2 separate regions of the Zea mays genome follow, and region 1 is linked to region 2. The links are chromatin contacts, called in public Hi-C maps. All regions are on one chromosome and are shown on one strand. Each heading gives the region's core, a stretch centred on a gene start, on an enhancer-like site or on the middle of the called end of the contact. The rest is flanking DNA. Distances are from core to core; before and after follow the strand shown. Region 1 holds the start of LOC103641355 (probable WRKY transcription factor 47). Region 2 holds the start of LOC100274837 (Putative CBL-interacting protein kinase family protein).

What was found. A called contact is a pair of places that touch in the nucleus more often than the background predicts.
Region 1: a Hi-C map of leaf shows a contact between it and region 2, with 5 times the contacts expected there. The contact joins the promoter of LOC103641355 here to the promoter of LOC100274837 in region 2. A contact is called at or near these places in 3 of 25 Hi-C or Micro-C datasets (bundle sheath, endosperm and leaf).

The regions. Positions count from the first base shown.
Region 1 is chr10:88,890,038-88,894,091 of Zm-B73-REFERENCE-NAM-5.0, forward strand. LOC103641355 (probable WRKY transcription factor 47) reads right to left here and starts at 2,054. Exons shown (of 6, transcript XM_008664711.3): 1 at 1,633-2,054; 2 at 1,408-1,491; 3 at 1,141-1,290. The coding sequence starts at 1,917.
Region 2 is chr10:88,492,925-88,497,417 of Zm-B73-REFERENCE-NAM-5.0, forward strand. It overlaps LOC100274837 (Putative CBL-interacting protein kinase family protein), which reads right to left and starts at 1,867. Exons shown (of 11, transcript NM_001365863.1): 1 at 1,519-1,867. The coding sequence starts at 1,752.

The DNA.
Region 1 (4,054 bases), core at 804-3,303, 400 kb after region 2:
AATTAGTACTCTCTATGTTAGCTACATATGAACTAATAAGCTTGCATCTATATATACAAGCTTGAATAACTTTTCAAGATATATTTGGGTTCTATATAGATACATATTTTTACTTTGCTTATATATATAAAAAGGCCTGCAGGGGTGCATTAATGCTTATTAGTAGTGGAGCACAAGGATCTGAAAGGAAAGGAGGAGCTTGCATTTCAATTCAATACAGTGAACACTGTAGCGCTAGTGGTCACGGAAATTAAGTGAGGTGCCCATCTGAACCACTGGCCATCTGAACCTCCGTAGCTGTTTAATTTGTTCACACAAATGATTTGGGAAATGCTGGGCATGCATGCATGCATGCAATGGGTCTAGCTTGAGGAAATTCTATTGCAGTGTGCATATTTTCTACAACTTCGTCAATCATTAGTTGCTGTAATCTCGCTACATATGCAGTCCTTGGTTACACACACATACATACATATAAAGTTATTGATTGAATATATATATCACTAGAACATGACCTAATATATTTGAGGAATCAGTACACGACTTAAACTGAGGAATCAAATGGATCCGATAAAAAAGGCATATATGAGTCAAATAGCTAGGTAGGGGTGTCTGAATGCTAATAACCAGAATAAAATGTAACAACGCTCGTCGAATTTGGCATCCTGTGTATCTATAACCACTAGACTCTTTACCCTCTAAATCTTAGATCACTTTAGCTAACTGATCTTCATACTTCAAATAATAGAAAGTCTAAACGTTGTTTAAAGATTAGACCAACCGCACAAAAACATTTAAATCATACGATTAGTGTTCTAAAGTTTTAGTCTTTAACTTGAGCTACCAATAAACTCTTCATCAACCACCAAATTTTAGAGTAGAAAGTACAAACAGCCGCAAAAGGTTTACAAACAGAGAGATATGCTACCAATAAACTCTTCATCATTCACGAGGTGCTTTGTTTTCCCCCTTGATCACATATAAAATAGTAACAGAGAGATATGCTGGAGATCTTTAGACCGTATCTTTTTTTTCTTTGATGACAAGGCAGGTACAACGTTGACTAGGCGCAGGCTCCAATTAAGACGCGCCATTTTTTTCTTTTCAACGAACTTAATTTGGGCACGAATCAAGGCATACCTGGTGGTGGTGGTGCTGGGCCGCCTGGGCTTGGATGAGCTGGTGGTAGAGCGCGCCGTAGCTCCGGGTCAGCTCCTCCAGCATCCGCCGCAGCTGCCGGTTCTCCTCGCCGGCCTGCCGCAGCTCCCCCTCCACCGCCGCCACGTCCATCTATATACTCCGATCGGATCCAATATTACCATGAGCTACGAGACGATAAACGTAATGTTCTGGTGTGGAAGCTGGGAATGAATGGACATGCAAGCAGACACCCAGCCCTCTTCTTACCTCTGTATCGTCGTCACGACCACTGGCCGCCGTCCCCTCGCCGCCGTCGCCCGCTGCCGGCCTGGTCAGCAGGTCCAGTGCAGTCTGTGCCGGCACGGAACATGAAAGTGAGAGAGAAATAAATTTCGTATCATGGCTATCTTAATCTTAATTATATTGCAAGCACAGACATCACGAATGGATCTCGAGCTCGCGATCTCGCTCGATCTCGACGGGGAGACTTACGTTGACCGTGGTGTTACGGCAGCCACGAGCTACTGCTCCTGCGGGCTCTCGACCGCCATCTTCCCCGCCGTCGTCCTCGTCGGTGATGCGGCGAGACACGGCACCGCCGGCGGCGGCCGAGAAGAAGTCCACCTCCTTGATCTCGCTCCTGCGCCCGCCGCCGCCGCCGTGGCCGGCCCCGGAAGTCGCCTGCTGGTCCCCGTGCTCCGCAAAGACCGTCATCTCCTCTTCCTCCTTGATCCCTCGCTGCTGCTGCTGCTGCTGGTGTTTCGGCACCAAGTCCATGGATGGGTAGGCTGGAGCGAGGAGGTATCAAATCAAGCCGGGTAATGGCGAGGAAGACACGGCTATATACAGCTTGTGACGACCGGTGCCGTACTAGCTAGAGAGAGAGAGAGAGAGAGAGAGAGAGATGTCCAACTATGCAAGCTACTACTAGTACTGCAGAAAGAAGAAAAACCGAATGAAGAAGCGGCCGGAAACGTGAAACGGAAAGACTTGGACTTGCACATAGGAACGAGACGGCAGGAAGGGAAAGGGTTGGACCAATGGCACAGGGACGAACTGGTGGGCCAGCCCGCGTGGCGTCAGCGTGATAGGTGGCTGAGGCTGGACACGACGCGCTGCCCTGCCCCACGTGTCGCTGCGCGTGGGCCGGGTCAACCCAGTCAACGGATGCTGCGTTTTGCGACTCGAGGAGTGGCGGAGAATTACTATAATAACATCTCTCTCACCAATTATTTTACCATTATATAAAATTACTATTGTTACCGGTTGGGTTTCTTTACAATTTTTTTTGTTCTATGGGAAAATGGAAGAGGAGAGCCGAAGAGGTTACAAATTTCATTCCTCTCCGACAAATGATACGAAACATCAATTCTTTTATATATATATGTCGACACTCATCTTTTTTTAGTTACACGGGTTTAAGTCTTAAACACGAATGCTGGTGTTTTCTTGGACTAATTTTTATTCTAGGATCTAATAAGTATGTAACGCCGCGCTATTCTTTTAATTGTAGGTGTAGGTGGTGTGTGGTCGTTGACAGCGAATCGGATAAGGTGTGCCTATACGTATACGTGTTTGTGTGTGAGTTGTACATGGATTTGGAAAAGATCGTATGTAGTTCATCACACCAAGACAAAACGGAGGTGGACTTGTATATAGTCACACACACAGTAACACACACATTATACACTACTACTTAGATGTCTGTGCCATTGTTGCTACGGTTTCTATATATATCACGTAGTTAGATCTTGTATTATATTATACTTGAACATATCTATACTACTATATTAAAAACTTAATATGGTCACCACGGCTTCACCTTCCGTGCTAACATTCTGGACCCACCAACCACACCGCGCAAAAAAAGTGCAAAGCGAGCACTCAAACCCACGCCCACTGCTTCAGAAAGTTTAGTCGTCTAACCACCAGACCATATTTATCTTAGTGTTTAGAAATAAACAATATATCTCAATATTATTTATATGACACTCCATCCATTCCGGTATATAAGATGTAACCACCTCTTATTCCAAGACCAAAAAATATATTTAATTCTCTCTATACCACTGGATCGATAAGTATGTATAAAAAAAGCACGCCTTATATTGTGGGACAAGAATAAAAAGTGGTTACGCCTTATATTATAGGACGGATGGAGTATATAATAATCGTAGCAAAGCACATACAACTGGCTAGTATATAGAATATGAAGCAATAAAAATATATGTGTTGTATTGGTCAGATGTATGGGCGTGAATGTGGAGCCAACAACGACGAAGGTTCGAACCTCTGCTTGCGTACATTTTTATGCGAGGAGCTGAGAACCTTTCCGTCGGTTGAGTTTGATCAGGCTGACGGGGGCACCGCACAATTACTCAAAGAGTGGAGCAAAATGTTATTTTCAGGAACAACAGAACTGCAATTGCACATGGCCATGGATAGAGATGTTCATAAAACATGAGATTAATATGACCAATCTAATAATTTAATATAGATATGCATAGAATTCGAAGCTATTTTTTAGTCATTCTTATCAAGAATATTATAAAGTACTATAAAAAATTGTATAATTATTGGTGTGCATTACTTTCTTCCTACAATTAAAAAGGTAAAAACACATCGGAATCTATATCCGATTTTTATATTAATTATTTTAAAAGATATAGAACGGATTTAAGGTTTAGTTTTTATAAATATTAATAAACTCAATGCTAAAAGTAAGAATATAAATTTATATAGTAAATTCTATATATTATTTGTTCACAATCGAAAAAAATAAAAAAGTCAACATTCATCCGGATCCATCCTACCTCTAGCTTTGGAGGTCACAAGTTAAGCAGCTGAATTTCGGACAGGAGACACACGGTCCTTGCCCAGCGACGACGAAACCATTTTGCATGCGCCAAAATCT
Region 2 (4,493 bases), core at 617-3,116:
GATTGCCGACGACTCCGCGTCTCCCATCGGCACCGGTGGTGACGGGGACGCAGTGGGGAGGCCACACTCAACCACCGGCAGCGGCACCACTGTTGTCCACCCGTAGATCACACAAATGTGCACATTTTGCACGTGAACACGGCGTTCAGGGATGACGTTCATCCGCGGGATCGCTGCGTCTTGCCCAGCAGCGAATGCCTCCAACAGTGTGTCATCAACAACATGGAGAACTTCACGCATACGACGGATGTGAAGGGAAATGGTTTGCTCCATACCTTTCCTGTTGATTTGGAGACCGCTGCCTCTGTTCTTGTCAAGAACAACAAGTGTTCTTCTTCTTCCTCTATTTTCTTTGAGCAGTGCTGATAACGTGTTGAAACTCAGTGGCAAAGAGATTTGAAACCGAGAGAAAGTGACTGTTGTGTGTCTTTATTGCAAAGGGGGTTCCGTTATATACAAGATTAAACAGTGTTTTCCAATGGGTGTGTCCCTTGGGAAGTAATTGTCAAATGGAGGGATTTAATCACATTGTAACATGTTTTGTAACAAACACTACAATCACTGGGGTGTTGCAAGTTGGATTAATTAAGCAATAATTGTATACTACTACTACTTGGGTAGTTGGGTGGGTCGTGCCAATAATTGGTGGACCCGGAGCAGCGCGACATGGAGCACCGTGTCCACCAGCTCAGCCTCACTATGGTGGGACTGGGATAGGCCGAGGCGGACCCACACGCCTGTCTCTGCCAACGGGTGTGCATGCCATGTGCACCAGCAGCATTGATTCACTACTGCTACTCTCCCTCATTCCGAAAAAAGTAGCAAGTACACCGAGAAGACAAATGTTTTAAAATTATATATAAAAAATAATCGATTTATTCGATAATAAATTTAATAATAAATTTATTCGAAGATATAAATACTTATACTAGAATTTCTTTACATATAAGTTAATATTATCTTTTTTAAAAATGCTGACTCTCTGATACGTGAGGTGCGTCGTTATCCCGAGACCGAAAAAGTACAGAAAGACATCGACAATATTTACAAATATTATTAATTTATCGCTGTCCAGATCTATGGGCTCAACCTTTGCTAAGTAGAGTGTACATGCTAGTAGTACTAATTAGTAATTATACTAAGTATTGAAAGTCTGGACTTTTACGTTCCAAAATTTGTATGGGTGAAAATTGTGGCTGAGAGGGTGGTGTGGTGCACCGTGCACGTGCGGTAGACGAAGACGAGCGAGAGCCAGTAGACAAAAGTCTTGCAGCAGTGGACAGTGGCCAAGTTGCAGTGCAGGCTTGCAGCTGAGCTGCGGCCAGGCAAATCGATCAAAAAAACTGCGATACTTACCAGTAATACTCAAATCGATCAAAAAAAAAAACAACTGGGGTAGAGATGGGTGGAATTTTCGAGAAGCAAATCTAGGAACGGCGAAGGCGTCTCAACACGCAACGAATCTATGTTAACAAATCTAGGAATTCGGAGATGGAAGACGAGCGGACCGACACCGACCTCGTGGAGGCGGACGACGTTGGGGTGCGCGAGCAGCTTGAGCGTGGCGATCTCGCGGCATATCTGCTCGTCCGCGCGCTGCGACAGCACCCTGGCGCGCTCCATGATCTTCACGGCAAACTGCCCGCCGCTGCCGCGGTGCCGCGCCTGCTTCACCTTCCCGAAGTTGCCCTCCCCGAGCGTCCGCCCGAGCTCGTACGCGCCCAGCAGCCCGCGCGCGCCGTCGCTCACCATGTCCGGTTGGCTTGGCGACGGGCTGCTCGATCAGCTCATCTCTGGAACAGAATACAGGGGAATCTTATTCAGCGCCGGGCGAGTCGGGGAAGAAGGGGATTGGGAACGGAAACCAGATCGTATTTATACGGGTCTCCTGCAGCCGTCGTGCCCGCTCCTCTCCTTTATCCGCTTTTTTATTAGCCTATCTAGAACCACAACAAACTTCATTTTATAATGTAATCTGCGTTAATAAGGCTTTGTTTTGTAGTCACTAGACTAGACTTTAGTGAAAAGTTTAGTCGCTAAAGTACACCGTTTGGTCCCATTTGTTTTCAGTGACTAAACAGGACTAAAGAGCATTAATTACTGTGAATAATGACTATATTACCTTTATTAAATAGTATATGTTTGTTGTAACAAGAAAATAGAGAGGGTTAATACGGTAAAAATTATACTTTAGTCACCCCTTGTTGACTAAAGAACTAAAGTTTAGTCACCTTATTTTAGTCACCATATTTACTTCTTTAGGGACTAAAGTGACTAAGCTTTAGAACTTTAGTCACCCTAAATCAAACGGGACCTTATAAATAATCTATAAACGGTGCATTCTACAATATAATATAATATTTTTACATGGTTATATATATATATATATATATATATATAATTTATTGGCCATAACCTTAGAGTTCTTCGGTCCCTTTATACTTGGGCTATGTGCACCCAACTAAAAAACAGCGAAGAAGCCCACACATGTACTAAAATCTGAATTAAATCTTCGAACTTAATTTCAGGAATCAACGTAGCGTCCTAAAATTGCGGGGTTAAGGTCTTGTTTTTGAATTACATTAATCTGGATTGCTATAATTCAATGATCTAGGATGTTTGGATCGCCTAGAGATTATTTTACGTAACTACTATAATCCAAAGGTAATACAAATATGTCAATACAGACCCTAATAGATCTGAACCCCATTGATTTTACAAATAACATGTGAGATGCAGCAAGCCAGGAACCATGGAGACGGAGGGATGCTGACAATGGAAGAGGAGACACTGTTCAATCTTCGGTACATGCACCTTCACCGGTCCGGTATAACCTTCGGTGCACCACTAGAATGTGTTTTCATGTTTCTTTACTTGGGCTTCTTTTGTTGTGTGTCTTGGACTCTTACATGATCTTTTAAGGTCTTCAATGAGTCTTGTAATTCCTTTGCTTTAAGGCGATGATCTTGGTGATCACCTCGTTGTTAATGCTAAATAGCACAAGCCATGTGGGCTATGCCCAATATATGTGCTTTGCAAGAAACCGCACGCCGTAGAAGTAAAATTTAAGGAGCACTACATGGATTCTCTTAAGAAGATACTCAGGTGATGCTTGATTCTACTTAGCAATGACATGAAGATTCAAGAAAACTTCAAAGTTCACCCACAAAGAACTTGTGATGCTTGACAGATCAAGATGCTAGCGATTCCCCATAGAGACAACTACCTGGTAAGGAGATGGGCCAATCCATATATTGCTACTAAGGAGACATAGCATAAGATGGCATGGATTTCACAACAAGCAAACTGATATATAGTCGACTAAGGAAAGTTCATCTTTATAATAGAATTATAATTATTTTATCCTAACATACTAGGATTAGAATCATGAATGGACTATATAAAGAGATGTAGGACTAGTATTCCCCTTCTAACAGGTTATACAGAAACAATCCAAAACAAGATAATTCAACTCATATCACATAGAATATTTTGTTATCCATTCACCGTCGAGTTTGGTTTTATACATATGTATTTGAAAATATTAAATTTATTATAACATTTTGGATACCCGCTTCTATCCCAGGAGCAACAGATGGTCGGGAACAGGACGTCGATCTCACCGACAGGGCCCAGCAACCGTCCTGGCCTACAAACCACGTGGCCGAATCAGATGCCCCCAAGCGGGCGGAGGAGGCCGGACGGCGGGTCAAAAAGGTGGGCTTCTCCCGTGTGAAATAAGGCCCACCAGACCAGGACTCACCAACCACTCGTCGTCGCGTCGTCAGTCGTCACGGAACGACGCAGGGGGGCTTGTCGCTCGGTGACACTTGACAGCACAGCACACAAGAAGGATCTCCGCAGGGGCAGTTTAGGCAAAGAAATTGCTGTGGCTAGGGACGATCGATGGATGATAAGAAGACGTGCACGGACAGGCACACGTAGCAGGTTGTTACCGTGTTGTTTTGTGTCCATGGAGTGGGGCTCCGCGTCGGCGCCTCGCTTTATCTTCTTCCACTGCCGCTAGCTAATCCACTAGCTTGGCCGGCTCAACTCAAGAGGTTGTTTATATTATTAATTAATTTGATTATTTGAAGTGGTGGCCACTCCCATGTGCCTTGTGGTAGTACAACCATCTCTAGCTAGCTAGGAGCATCCGGCCAATGCAAGCACTAATATGGATTATATTGGTAGGCTTTTTAACATATGTATATATATGTCTAACATCCTTACCCAGCCACTTATTGGCTAGACAAATATTGGGTTGGGGGGGGAGGGGGGGTGGAAGAGAGTAAGTGTGTCGATAAGGTCATTGTGTATTTTCATATATAATCACATGATCTGAAATCAAGAGACATCAGAGGGTTACAAGCAGCTCGTAGCTACCTAAATACAGATCGAGTGCACCAAAAGGTCTAAAGCACAACCAAAAAACATAGACCGAAAGTTTGGAACAACCTACAGGACAGGAGAGCTAGTGCACATGTATTGCT